2 separate regions of the Mus musculus genome follow, and region 2 is linked to region 1. The links are chromatin contacts, called in public HiChIP or PLAC-seq maps. All regions are on one chromosome and are shown on one strand. Each heading gives the region's core, a stretch centred on a gene start, on an enhancer-like site or on the middle of the called end of the contact. The rest is flanking DNA. Distances are from core to core; before and after follow the strand shown. Region 1 has its middle 43 kb from the start of Arhgap32. Region 2 overlaps Arhgap32 (Rho GTPase activating protein 32).

Region 1 (5,451 bases), core at 1,024-3,523:
CCTCTCTGGTTTTATTTGTCCCTCTCTCTCTGCTCAACGTTTTCTCTTCCAGGAAAGGAGCTACTTGTCATATCCTTCATTTACCATGTAAGTCTGTGAGCAGACACCATAGTGCAGCCTGCACCTTCCATGTCTCCCTCCTACCACCCTGCTTCCAGAATTTCCTTTTGTGACTTTTCAGTAAAATGCCAGAATTTCCCTGAATATTGTGTCTGACCCAAATTCAGGCCATGGTTATTAGATTTGTTTGTTTGTTTGTTTGTTTGTTTGTTTTACTTACTCATTTTATAACCCACTCACTGTCTGGTCACCCCCTCCCACAATCCTTCCCCACCTTCTCTGGTTGGTTGGGGTCCCCCGGGTGTCCTCCCGACTCTGGCACACCAAGTCTCTGTGAGGTTAGGCACATCCTCTTCCACTGAGGCCAGACAAAGCAGCCCAGCAAGAAAAACAGATCCCACGTACAGGCAACAGCTTTTGGGATAACCCCCCCACCCCCCGTTCCAGTTGTTCCAGTCAACATACATGAAGACCAAGCTGCACATCTGCTACGTACGTGTGGGGAGGCCTGGTCATTAAATTTGTATGAGGGATCAAGTGTATATCTTGGGTATAAACCTAAGAGAGAGAGAGATATGCCAGAAACAGTGTCAGAACAGTTGAGGTGGTCACTTGGTCAACTTCCTTTCTTCTGCTAATTGGGTGTCTTATTCGTTTGTGAGACTATATATTGATAGGTTATTTCTCCACCGGTGAAATGAGCCAATTCAAGCCAGATTAGATTATATTAAAGGCAGGTTTGTTGGAAAGCTGCTCTTGGGCGAGTTCACTGGCCCCAAGGATTGAAGAGGTCAGGGGAGTCACCATGGGGGCAGGAAGAAAGAGAGAAAAGGAACTCACACAGAGAGAAGAGAGACCAAAGTGTCTGCATTATATAGGGAGGCGCTTCTAGGAGAAAGGCACCCCAGACCCTGGCTAGAAAGTTCAAGATTGGGAGCAGCGTATGCCAATAGGGACTGAGAGATGCTGGGAGAACCTGGAGGTCAGGTCTGTTTTGATATGTAAAATACATACCTCAGTTCTTTGTCCTGGGGTCTGACACCAAACACACGTGTGTGTGTGTGTGTGTGTGTGTGTGTGTGTGTGTGTGTGTGTGTGTACATTTATTTATCAGAAATACATTTCACAGTATATCAGGTCCTTGGAAAGCTCTTTCAGGCTTCCCTGTAACCCCATTTCATCTTCAGATCACCTCTCTCAGGTAGTTGACTCTACATTTTGTAGGTGAGGATGAAGTTTAAGACTTTTTCTAGGTTGCACAGTTAGTGGCAGTCCTTTGCCATGACCCCAATTCCCACGTTCACTTTGTATTGACAGCCGTCACTGCATCCCCATAGGGGTTGGCCTGTCTGCTCTCAGGCCCTCTCCTTTCCGTCCTGTGGCTTGCAGAATATTTGCTGATGTTTTAGGTGGGCCAAAGGAATGTCAGTATAGCATTCTTCTAAATGATAAATCTTTAGCCCTACCCACCTTTCTGCAGCTAAAGCATCAGTTCTCAACCTGTGGGTCCCGACCCCTTTGGGAGCCTTTCACAGGATTCAGGGGAAACACAGAAAATAGATATTGACATTGTGATTCATAACAGCAGCAAAATTATAAGGTAGCAGCAAAATAATTGTATGGTTGGGGCAGTCACCACAACTTGAGAAACTGTATCAAAGGGTCTCAGCATTTGAAAGGTTGAAACCACTGACCCAACGCATCTTTTCTATTGCGGCCTTTCCCCAAGGGCCAACCTCTTGCCACTCCTTGCTCTACAACCTGTCACCCACTCAGAGTTTCAGCCCAAGATCTAGAACAGGAAGTGTTTTTAAACAGCCTGTCCCTTTCTCTGAATAATTAAAGAAGATGCTATCAGGGAGATCAGGTTTTTATTAGCTCTTCTCAAGTTCACCCGCACTTGCTCTCATTCAAGGCCGGATTGAAGGTTGAGGCAGTGAACAGTGAACAGAGAGAAGTCCTCTCATGAGCGAACCGTGCATCAGGAGCACATGGCAGCCTGGCCATTCACCTCCTACTCAGACTCTTCGCCAATGGAATAGAGAATGAGCTTGACTGGCGGGTTACGCTGCTTTGGAAACAAACTTAAAGGAAATGAATGAACGAAGTAATGAATGAAATAATTGTTGAGCCCTGGTAAGAGTGGGTGTAACGTGGGCAGCGCAAGGCTTTGAGAACACTAGCTCCAGGCCCTTGCAGGCTGCAAAACAGCTCCACAAACGGAAAATAAGCAGCAGGGGAAAAAAAAAACGTCTAAATCAGGGAAGTGGAACACAATTCTCATTCAGACATATCTTCCAAACCTCTGGCTCGGCAACAATGCCTATGAGAGAGATACAGTTCCTTAGTGGAGTACACCAGCCAGGAGCCCACCCCACACAGTGGGGTGTCTCCTAGCAGCGCAAAGGACAATAGCGAGGAAATTGGTTTCCCAGGAAGCAATTTCTCTATCAGCATCGAGGTTGTGCATTTGTATAGAGGAGAGAGGTTGAGCTGACCATTGGAAGGATTCCATTTGCTACCCAGAGCCCCACTTTAGATAGCAGCCCTATTTACGGGATGCCAGGAGATGCACTTTTTAATATGGAAGAGTGTTGATTCAGAGAATAGCCTCCAAGGTGAGGCAGCTAGGGGAAAGTGGACCCACCAGGAGCCCTGGAGCTGACTCTTCCTAGTGTCTTCTCTTACTAAATATAAAATGAGGTCAAACATGGTCCACGCAGTAGGGGTTAGAAGCAAATTGAGGATTTGCTAATAAATATTGATGCTGCCTAGCTCACTGCAAGGCTTATGTAGATGTGTTGTTACACTACTGTCAGTTTGACTTCTTGCCTTGACTTCCACTAGAATTTAGTGTGCCGGGAGGTTATTAGTTTTGTGTCTTGTCAGTTTAATATCCTGTTTCTGGAAGAAAAAAGAAAACCTTAGGTGATATCAGCTACTTTGCATGGAATGTTACTCCCAAGGAAAATTTTGCGGAGTTGTCCGAAGGCCCTTTTGCATAACTGCCTGGGTATGCAGGACCTTAAGACCCTCCGTTTCTTCCGGCTTCCAATGTGGTCTCTGGTAGCCACACCCATTTGGATTCCAGCAGGCACTGTGGGTCAGTCCAGTCCATCTGAGGAGTGCGCCCTGGAACAATGGCCCCTTTTTGTCCTCCATCCACCCACGCCTGTTGACTCAACCTTGAGGCTTGAGAAAACAGAAAACATTTCTGCCCACCTCCTCCTCTTCCTCCTCCTTCAAGTCACTGAGCTTCTTCGGGCTTCAGAGGCCTCAACTATGAATAAGCAGATTGGACTGGGTGATCTCTTGCAAGTCAGGACCACAGATCCTATTTTCTGGGGCAGCACCAGTTCACATCCCTCTCTCCCTGTCTCTGAGAATGCATCAGGGGTTGTCAGACCAAATGTCCTAGTTTTGAATATTGAAAATGTCACTGTATGTATGATTCCTTTCCACACTGACACTCTAAACCACCAGAACTCTCTACTAAGAAATAACCTAGAGTGACTGTCCTAATTATTCTCCATATGACTTTGGGCAGGGTGGTCATTTGGGCTGAGATTCAGGCCCTTATCTATCCCTTATCTAAGTTAGGGATAACATAAGTTAGACTAGATAGAGAGCCCTTTGGCTAAAGACATTTGATTCAGTGAGTTGGAAACCATCTGCTCTGGCAAAGGCAGTACAGACCCCTGAGTATGTGTTCAAGACCTATAGTTTTTGTTTTGTTTTGTTTGTTTTTTTGTTTTTAGAGACAGGGTTTTTCTGTATAGCCCTGGCTGTTCTAGAACTCACTCTGTAGACCAGGCTGGCCTCGAACTCAGAAATCCGCCTGCCTCTGCCTCCCGAGTGCTGGGATTAAAGGCCCGGCGTTTTGTTTGTTTGTTTGTTTTTAGTTTTTAAAATGATGCTGGGAATATTGAATATTGTTCATTGTACAGAGCTTGCCTCCCATGCTGGAAGCCCTAGGCTCCATTCCCTGGGCAGGGGGTTGGGGGGATTGGGGGGCTGGGGGGGTTGGGCCTGGGGGGGTAGTTAAAAGACATTCCCAAGGGATGTCTTTGAGGACAGTGTCACTTTATGACCTAAGGAAAAGCCTGAGAGCATCATCCCAGCTGCCAGCTCTGAAGGAAGGAACCCTACCGTGATGGTCCGCAAACTCTTAGACAAAACTTCCTGTGTAGCCCTCCATGTTAGGGGGATGAGGGGAGACTCTGGCTGTGGTCCTAACAGCATCGGGTCACTGAACTTCTTTCAGTATTTTCGTTATCAGAGAAGTTTGTAGATATGGAGCCTTGAGGAATTCGGGGTTTGGAATTTGTGCCCAGTGGCAAGCTGGTATTGGAGTAATTAGTTAAGCCCTTTGGACCCCATTTTTGCATATGAATAGCTCCACGATTTCTTGTTTAGAGGTTTCCTAGAATTTCAAGTGGCCAAGTTCAGGCATCACTGGACATATATTTTGAGGCACGTGTGCTCCTTCCGTCATCTTCGAGGACCTTAGGGCAGTGTATTGCTTTCAAGGTGCGCTTTGAGATACCTTGATCTATCTACCCATTCATGTGTCCAATGCTTAGCTGTGTGCCTGGCCACAACAGACACCTGTCAGTGATTTAGGTTTCTGTCAGAAGCAGAGACAATAGTGGGTGCTCTGTTACTATTCCTGCTTGAGTTGTGGTTTGTTTTATGATAGTCATTTGTCCTTAACTTGTCCCCCGACCAGTTTTTTTGGCTCTTTGGGAAGATAAAACAGAAAGCAATGAGCAGGTTCGAAATTAAGTTGAAGCACGGAAGCCAGAGGTGAGAGGTCACAGAAGGCACTGGAAGCTGCGGGGAGATACACAAGATTCTAGACTGAACCCAAGGACTGAGTTCGGCTCCTCTTTCACACGTACCCCTCAGCAGCTCAATGCCTGTGTTCATCCTGGGACTGTTGCTCATAAGCCGTGGGTCCTTGAACAAGTCATCGAACCAGTCTGTTTTTCTACTTGTAAACATTTCAAAGAGAAGCTGGAGGGATGGCTCAGCGGTTAAGAGCACTGCCCGCTCTTCTAGAGGTCATGAGTTTGATTCTCAGAACCCCCATGGTGGCTCTCAAGTGTCTGTAGCTCCAGTTGGAGGGTATCTGACAGTCCCTCTTTCAGCCTCCGTGGGCAACAGGTACACAAGTGGTGCACACACATACATGTGGGCAAAATATCCACATACATTTTTAAAAATTAAAAGATTTGGTGAAGTTTTGGAAAAAGTCAGATGAGCAAATAAACACAGCTAACCCTTCATGCCCACAGCGTCCACACCCATAGATTCAAGCAACCGTGATTCCAATATATATTTTAATTAAGTTTCTTAGTTCTGGTCATCTGGGACACTCTTGTTGTCCCA
Region 2 (5,451 bases), core at 1,238-3,737, 230 kb before region 1:
GTTACATAGGTCATAGGCTCTAGGAGAGAACTCAGTACTATTTCTGTGCTAAATGTGCTAAATGATCACAGTATTAAAACTACTACTGAGGGCTTTTTAAAATTTTCTGGAGCCGGGTATGGTGGTGCATGCCTTGAATCCCAGCACTTGGGAGGTGGAGGCAGGTGAATTTCTGAGTTCGAGGCCAGCCTGGTCTACAGAGTGAGTTCCAGGACAGCCAAGGCTACACAGAGAAACCCTGTCTTGAAAAAAAAAAATCTGTACACTATTTCAATTAGGGTCCCTGGTCTTTTGTGTTCTGAAGCTCATATATCAAAAGTATACTGTAATTTCATTATTATATACTAAATCTTTATGTTCCTTAGGAATATTTCATATTGTGTTCTGGAGGCTGGTAATGTCTGTGTGCTATGTTTGAGGTTCATATATATATATATATATGGAATGAAAAATAAGGTTGCTTGGGAATTTTTGGTCTAGTGATCCTTTTAATATTGAGAAGTTGGAGTCATTTAAAGATTGTCTGAAGGACAACAACAGAAGCATACTCTGCTTCCCACTAGTCCTGATGTTCCTTCTTCCGCCCCAACCCACACCCCATCTCTCTCACAGACAAGGTTAGGTAATGTGATAGACGTAGAATGTCACCAAGGAGATAATTTTTAAAAGATCACACATGTTGATACTGGTAATGAAGCTATGACATTACTGTTTAAGAATTTTTCACATAAGCTTAAGAGAAAACTATACAGAGCAGAAAGCAGAATCACTTGAAGTTGAGGACACGTCAATATAAAGTATCCATACAAAGACATAAGAGAATAGAGGGAACAGAATAGAGCCCAAGATCGGGGAGAGAGTACCATGGAATGTAAGTCATGTGGGCTGGAGAAGAGAGGAGACAACAGCTGAGTGTTTCCAAACTGGTAAGAGATACCAATAGTTCCTCAGTGAATGCCACCAACCCAAGCCCAGAGGAGATGCACTTCCTCCCCTCAGGGCACAGCTGCAGCTTCTCCCATCCAGCGATCTCCTGCTATCCCCTGCTTCTCCTCCCTTTCTGTTCTCTCAAAATTGTACCTTCCCCCCTTAAGCACTAAGGCTATTTGCTGTCTTGGTCAGGACACACTACCTCAGTTTCATTTTCATCTACATGAGTTATTGAACACAATAAGAACATTAAAAAAAAAACAGCTTTAAAGGGGAAAAAATTCCCATTGCCCTTGTTGAATAATAATATAGGGAGCTTTAAGTTTTCAGACTCAAACTATAGATGCATCTTTCCGATTTGGCATCCTACAGTGACAGATGGCAATGTTAAAAATAAATAGAACATTCGAGTTGTTTATACTGTAGGCAAAGACAGTTTTAAAGTGTGAAACAAGCCCAAGGCTGATTGAATGTGCATCAGCTCTTTCAATCTGTATTAGGAATGCACTTTTCCTTAGGCCAACTCTGAGTTGTTCTAAAAGATAAGCCATTAGCTGTTGAAGGTATACTTGTCTGTCTCCTAATGATCTAAAATGACTTGCACTTCTATGAACGTAAACCTTTCTCCAGGTGATTAACTTTCTCCACTGCAACGGCTTCTGAGATTACTATTATGAGAAGCATTACATTTCCTTGAAAACATGAAATATGTTATTAATACAGATCATTTTAATGCCACTGTTAAATTACGTTTTTAAAACCAGGGTTTTAAGAACACCTCTGATTGAAATTACCCAAGTTGCGACATAATGACTACTAAAATTTTAGCTTCCAACACAAGAAGACAGATTAAACAACGATAAAGAAATTACAACATTTTTTGTTGTACTCATAAAAATCCACAATCACCTGAATAACTTGGCTTTCCTAAAAATCTGGCAACTACTTTTACAACGTTGAACAAAACGGAACTAGAGGAAAAGTCCCTTGGTCTGATAATAAACATCAATGAAACTGCACACAAATAACAATTTCCCCAATGGCCAAAGACTGAAATCATCCCCCTAAGACTGTAAATAAAACAAGGGTATGCATGCTTTCGACTTCCATTCAATGTGTACTGGTAGAGTCCACCAAAGAAAACCATCAAGAAAAAATAATAAGTAAAAGCTGCTAAGTCATGCTGCTGCCACACAGAGCAGCTGACTTTGAGAATCCTTCCGAATCTTGCTTGGCATCCTGCTGCTGCTGTTACAATGGCCCTTTGCTCCTCTCTGAGTGGTGCTAGGAATTAAGCCTCAAGAATAAATACTCACTACACATTGCTGTGTCTAGCAAAGTTGTATTCTTAAATTGGCTAGAAAATAAGGGCATATAGTAAAGCAATTCATGACCAACAAGCCAACACTGCAGTAAATAATTAAAAAGAAATGACAGTCTAACCAAGGAGAAAAAGTAGCCACAAAAATTACAGGATTCAGCAAGAACCTTAACTGTAGATGGTCTTAGCTCTCTATTTGAAAGACAATAGCTACCTGATGGGATTTTTTTAAAGGCCCAACTAGAAGATTGCTCCTACAACGTCCGTGGCAACAGTACACAGAGCAAAAGGATGCCTAACAGTACACCTGGCTGGTCACAGCAGGAGACCAAGGAAACAGGCTCATCCGAAGTTATCAAGTAGATTACAAACCCAAAGCAATAGAAGATATTAAAAGGCCACTAGTTAATAACAAAGAGAAAAACAAAGATAACAGCTGTCAGTATATGTATACCAAATGTTAGAGTTCCCAATGTCATTAACAAATACTGGCAGACAGGATAGATGTGCTCTAAGACAATATGATGGGCAGTTTCAGTACCCCACTCATAGCAATAAGTACACCAGATTGAACATCAACAAATACACCTCAAAGTTAAACTGCACCATACATGAAATGGACATAACAGAGAATCTTCTATCCAAAAATTACAGAATATATACTCCCCTCTAAGGCTCAATTAACAGTCTCTAAAGTGGACCACATTCTAGGTCATGTGACCAGTCTTAATAAATATAATCAAGTTGAGATTTCAGTGCAATACAACTAGTATTAATATCAACTATCTATTTTCTATAAAAACTCAAACTACATAAATAATTGAAATATTGAACAACGTATTCTTGAATGACCAATGGACATTAAAGAAGTCAGGGAGAATACAAAAATATTGCTAAGTGAAAATGAACCTCTGAGACGCAACAAAAACAGAAAAAAATGAAGGTTTACAGAATGGATCCTTAGATTAAAAATCCACAGAGCTTAAATAAACAACATAATGATGTACTTTAAAGCCATAGAAAAATCAAGACCAATACAAAACAGCAGAAGGAGAGAAATAATAAACACCAAAAGGGAAAAATAATGAAATGGTGACTAAGAGACTAACAAGATAAAGAAGACATGAACCAAAGAGTTGTCTCTTTGAGGGGCTGGGAGGGGAAAAGAGTGATAACACCTTATCTAAAGTCAAAAGCCAGAATACCCAAAATAACAAAATTAAACATTAAAAAAAGGTACATCAAATTCCAATAAAATTCAGATTGGGCTGGGCGTGGTGGCGCACGCCTTTAATCCCAACACTCGGGAGGCAGAGGCAGGTGGATTTCTAAGCTCGAGGCCAGCCTGGTCTAAGTGAGTTCTAGAACAGACAGGAATACACAGAGAAACCCTGTCTTGGAAAAAAAATTGAAATCATATTCTGAAACAAATAGAAAATATAAATGAAAAAAACCTAAGAAACATACAACCCACAAAAATTAAGAGATTAAAAACAACTTTAAAAGATCCACAACAATCGATGATATTGAAAAGGAAAAGAGATCCTCTCCTCCACCACGACCCTCCCCCCTCCCCAAATCTCAGGACTCAAAAGATTCACCACTGACTTCTACCAGACTTCCAAAGAAGACTTAGTTCTTCTCAAACTGTTCCATAAATACAAAGAGAAGGAACACCATCTAACCCTTTTGTGAATCTGAGCGTTGTCCAAATATTAAGAACAGGGAAAGACACAACAAACAGAGAAAAATCACAGACCAATTTCCAAAATGAATAGAGACACAAGAACTCCCAATAAAATATTTGCAAAAAAAAAAAAAAACCCCAAACATCATGACCATGTTCATTTTGCTTCAGGCTTCAAGGATGGTATCTTAGCTTGCTTCTATGATAAAACATTATGACCAAAAGCAACGTGGGAAGGAAAAAGGTTGTTTCAACTTACAACTCCCAAGTCACAATCCATCACTAAAGAATAGTCAGGGCAGGGACTGAGGCAGAGGCAATAGAGGAATGTTGCTATTGGCTTGCTTTCTATGGTTCCTTTTTTTATATGACCAAGGACCAACTGTCCACAGTGGGCTGGGACCTCCCACATCAATATTAATCAAGGGGGTACCCCTACAGCCTTGCCCACAGGCCAGTGTGGTAAGGAGGCATTTTCTCAATTAAGGTTCCTTCTTCCCCATGACTCAGCTTGTGTCATGTTGACAAAAAAACTAACTAGCACAGATGGTTTAACAAACAAAAGGAATCATATAAATAGACTTAAGGATTGAAATCTGGTGATAATCTAATTATATGCAAAAATGCCTTTGATAAAGTTTGAGAAATAAAAATTCTTTAAAAAATTGAAGAATAAGAAGGAACATACTTCAATATAATAAAGGTTACCTACGGTAAACCTATAGCCAATGTTACAATAAGAGGGGAACTGACAGCATAGGCTCTAAATCAGGAGAAAGATAAAGATATCCAATCACTACACTCTTAATTCAGTACAGTGCTTAAAGTCTTAACTAAAGAGTAAGGGCAGAGAAAGTGTCAAATGAACATAGACAGGAAAGGGGCACATTGTCCTTCTCTGCACACAGCTTAGAAGACCCTACAGAACAGCCCCCAGAAGACTCTTAGATCTAACAAACACTTTTTTTGTTGTTGTTGGTGTTTGTTTGTTTGTTTGTTTGTTTTTCCAGACAGGGTTTTCCTCTGTGCAGTCCTGTGTGCCCTGGAACTCACTCTGTAGACCAAGATGGCCTTGAACTCAGAAATTCCTGCCTCTGCCTCCCAGGTGCTGGGATTAAAGGCATTCGCCACCACTGGCCGGCATAAATAAACACTTTTTTTTTTTTTTTTTTTTTTTTTTTTTTTTAAGATTTATTTATTATATGTAAGTACACTGTAGCTGTCTTCAGACACTCCAGAAGAGGGGAGTCAGATCTCGTTATGGATGGTTGTGAGCCACCATGTGGTTGCTGGGATTTGAACTCAGGACCTTTGGAAGAGCAGTCGGGTGCTCTTACCCACTGAGCCATCTCACCAGCCCAAATAAACACTTTTAACAAGGTAGAAGATACATAATCAACATACAAAGGTCAGTAGCTTTTCTACACACCAACAATGAATGTGCTGAGAAAGACATCCAGAGGAGGGAAAATCAGTATAGTTTAAAAAATAAAATAACTACCTAAGATTAAGC

What was found. HiChIP or PLAC-seq counts read pairs in DNA pulled down with a chosen protein or histone mark.
Region 2: an H3K27ac HiChIP or PLAC-seq map of embryonic stem cells shows a contact between it and region 1, with 3 times the contacts expected there. The contact joins two enhancer-like sites. A contact is called at or near these places in 1 of 115 datasets of contacts at active chromatin or transcription factors (embryonic stem cells) and 1 of 9 other capture datasets (adipose tissue).

Annotation. Positions count from the first base shown.
Region 1 is chr9:31,986,768-31,992,218 of GRCm38.p6, reverse strand. No RefSeq gene overlaps it. Among named protein-coding and RNA genes, the nearest start is that of Arhgap32, 43 kb to the left of the region's middle. Within about 2 kb of position 2,273, at least 39 of the 459 cell types and tissues checked have an H3K27ac peak or open chromatin away from gene starts, as enhancers often do. A contact at or near this core is called in embryonic stem cells, where this site is marked.
Region 2 is chr9:32,212,902-32,218,352 of GRCm38.p6, reverse strand. The region is part of intron 11 of Arhgap32 (Rho GTPase activating protein 32); the gene reads right to left. Among named protein-coding and RNA genes, the nearest start is that of Kcnj5, 130 kb to the left of the region's middle. Within about 2 kb of position 2,487, at least 13 of the 459 cell types and tissues checked have an H3K27ac peak or open chromatin away from gene starts, as enhancers often do. A contact at or near this core is called in embryonic stem cells, where this site is marked.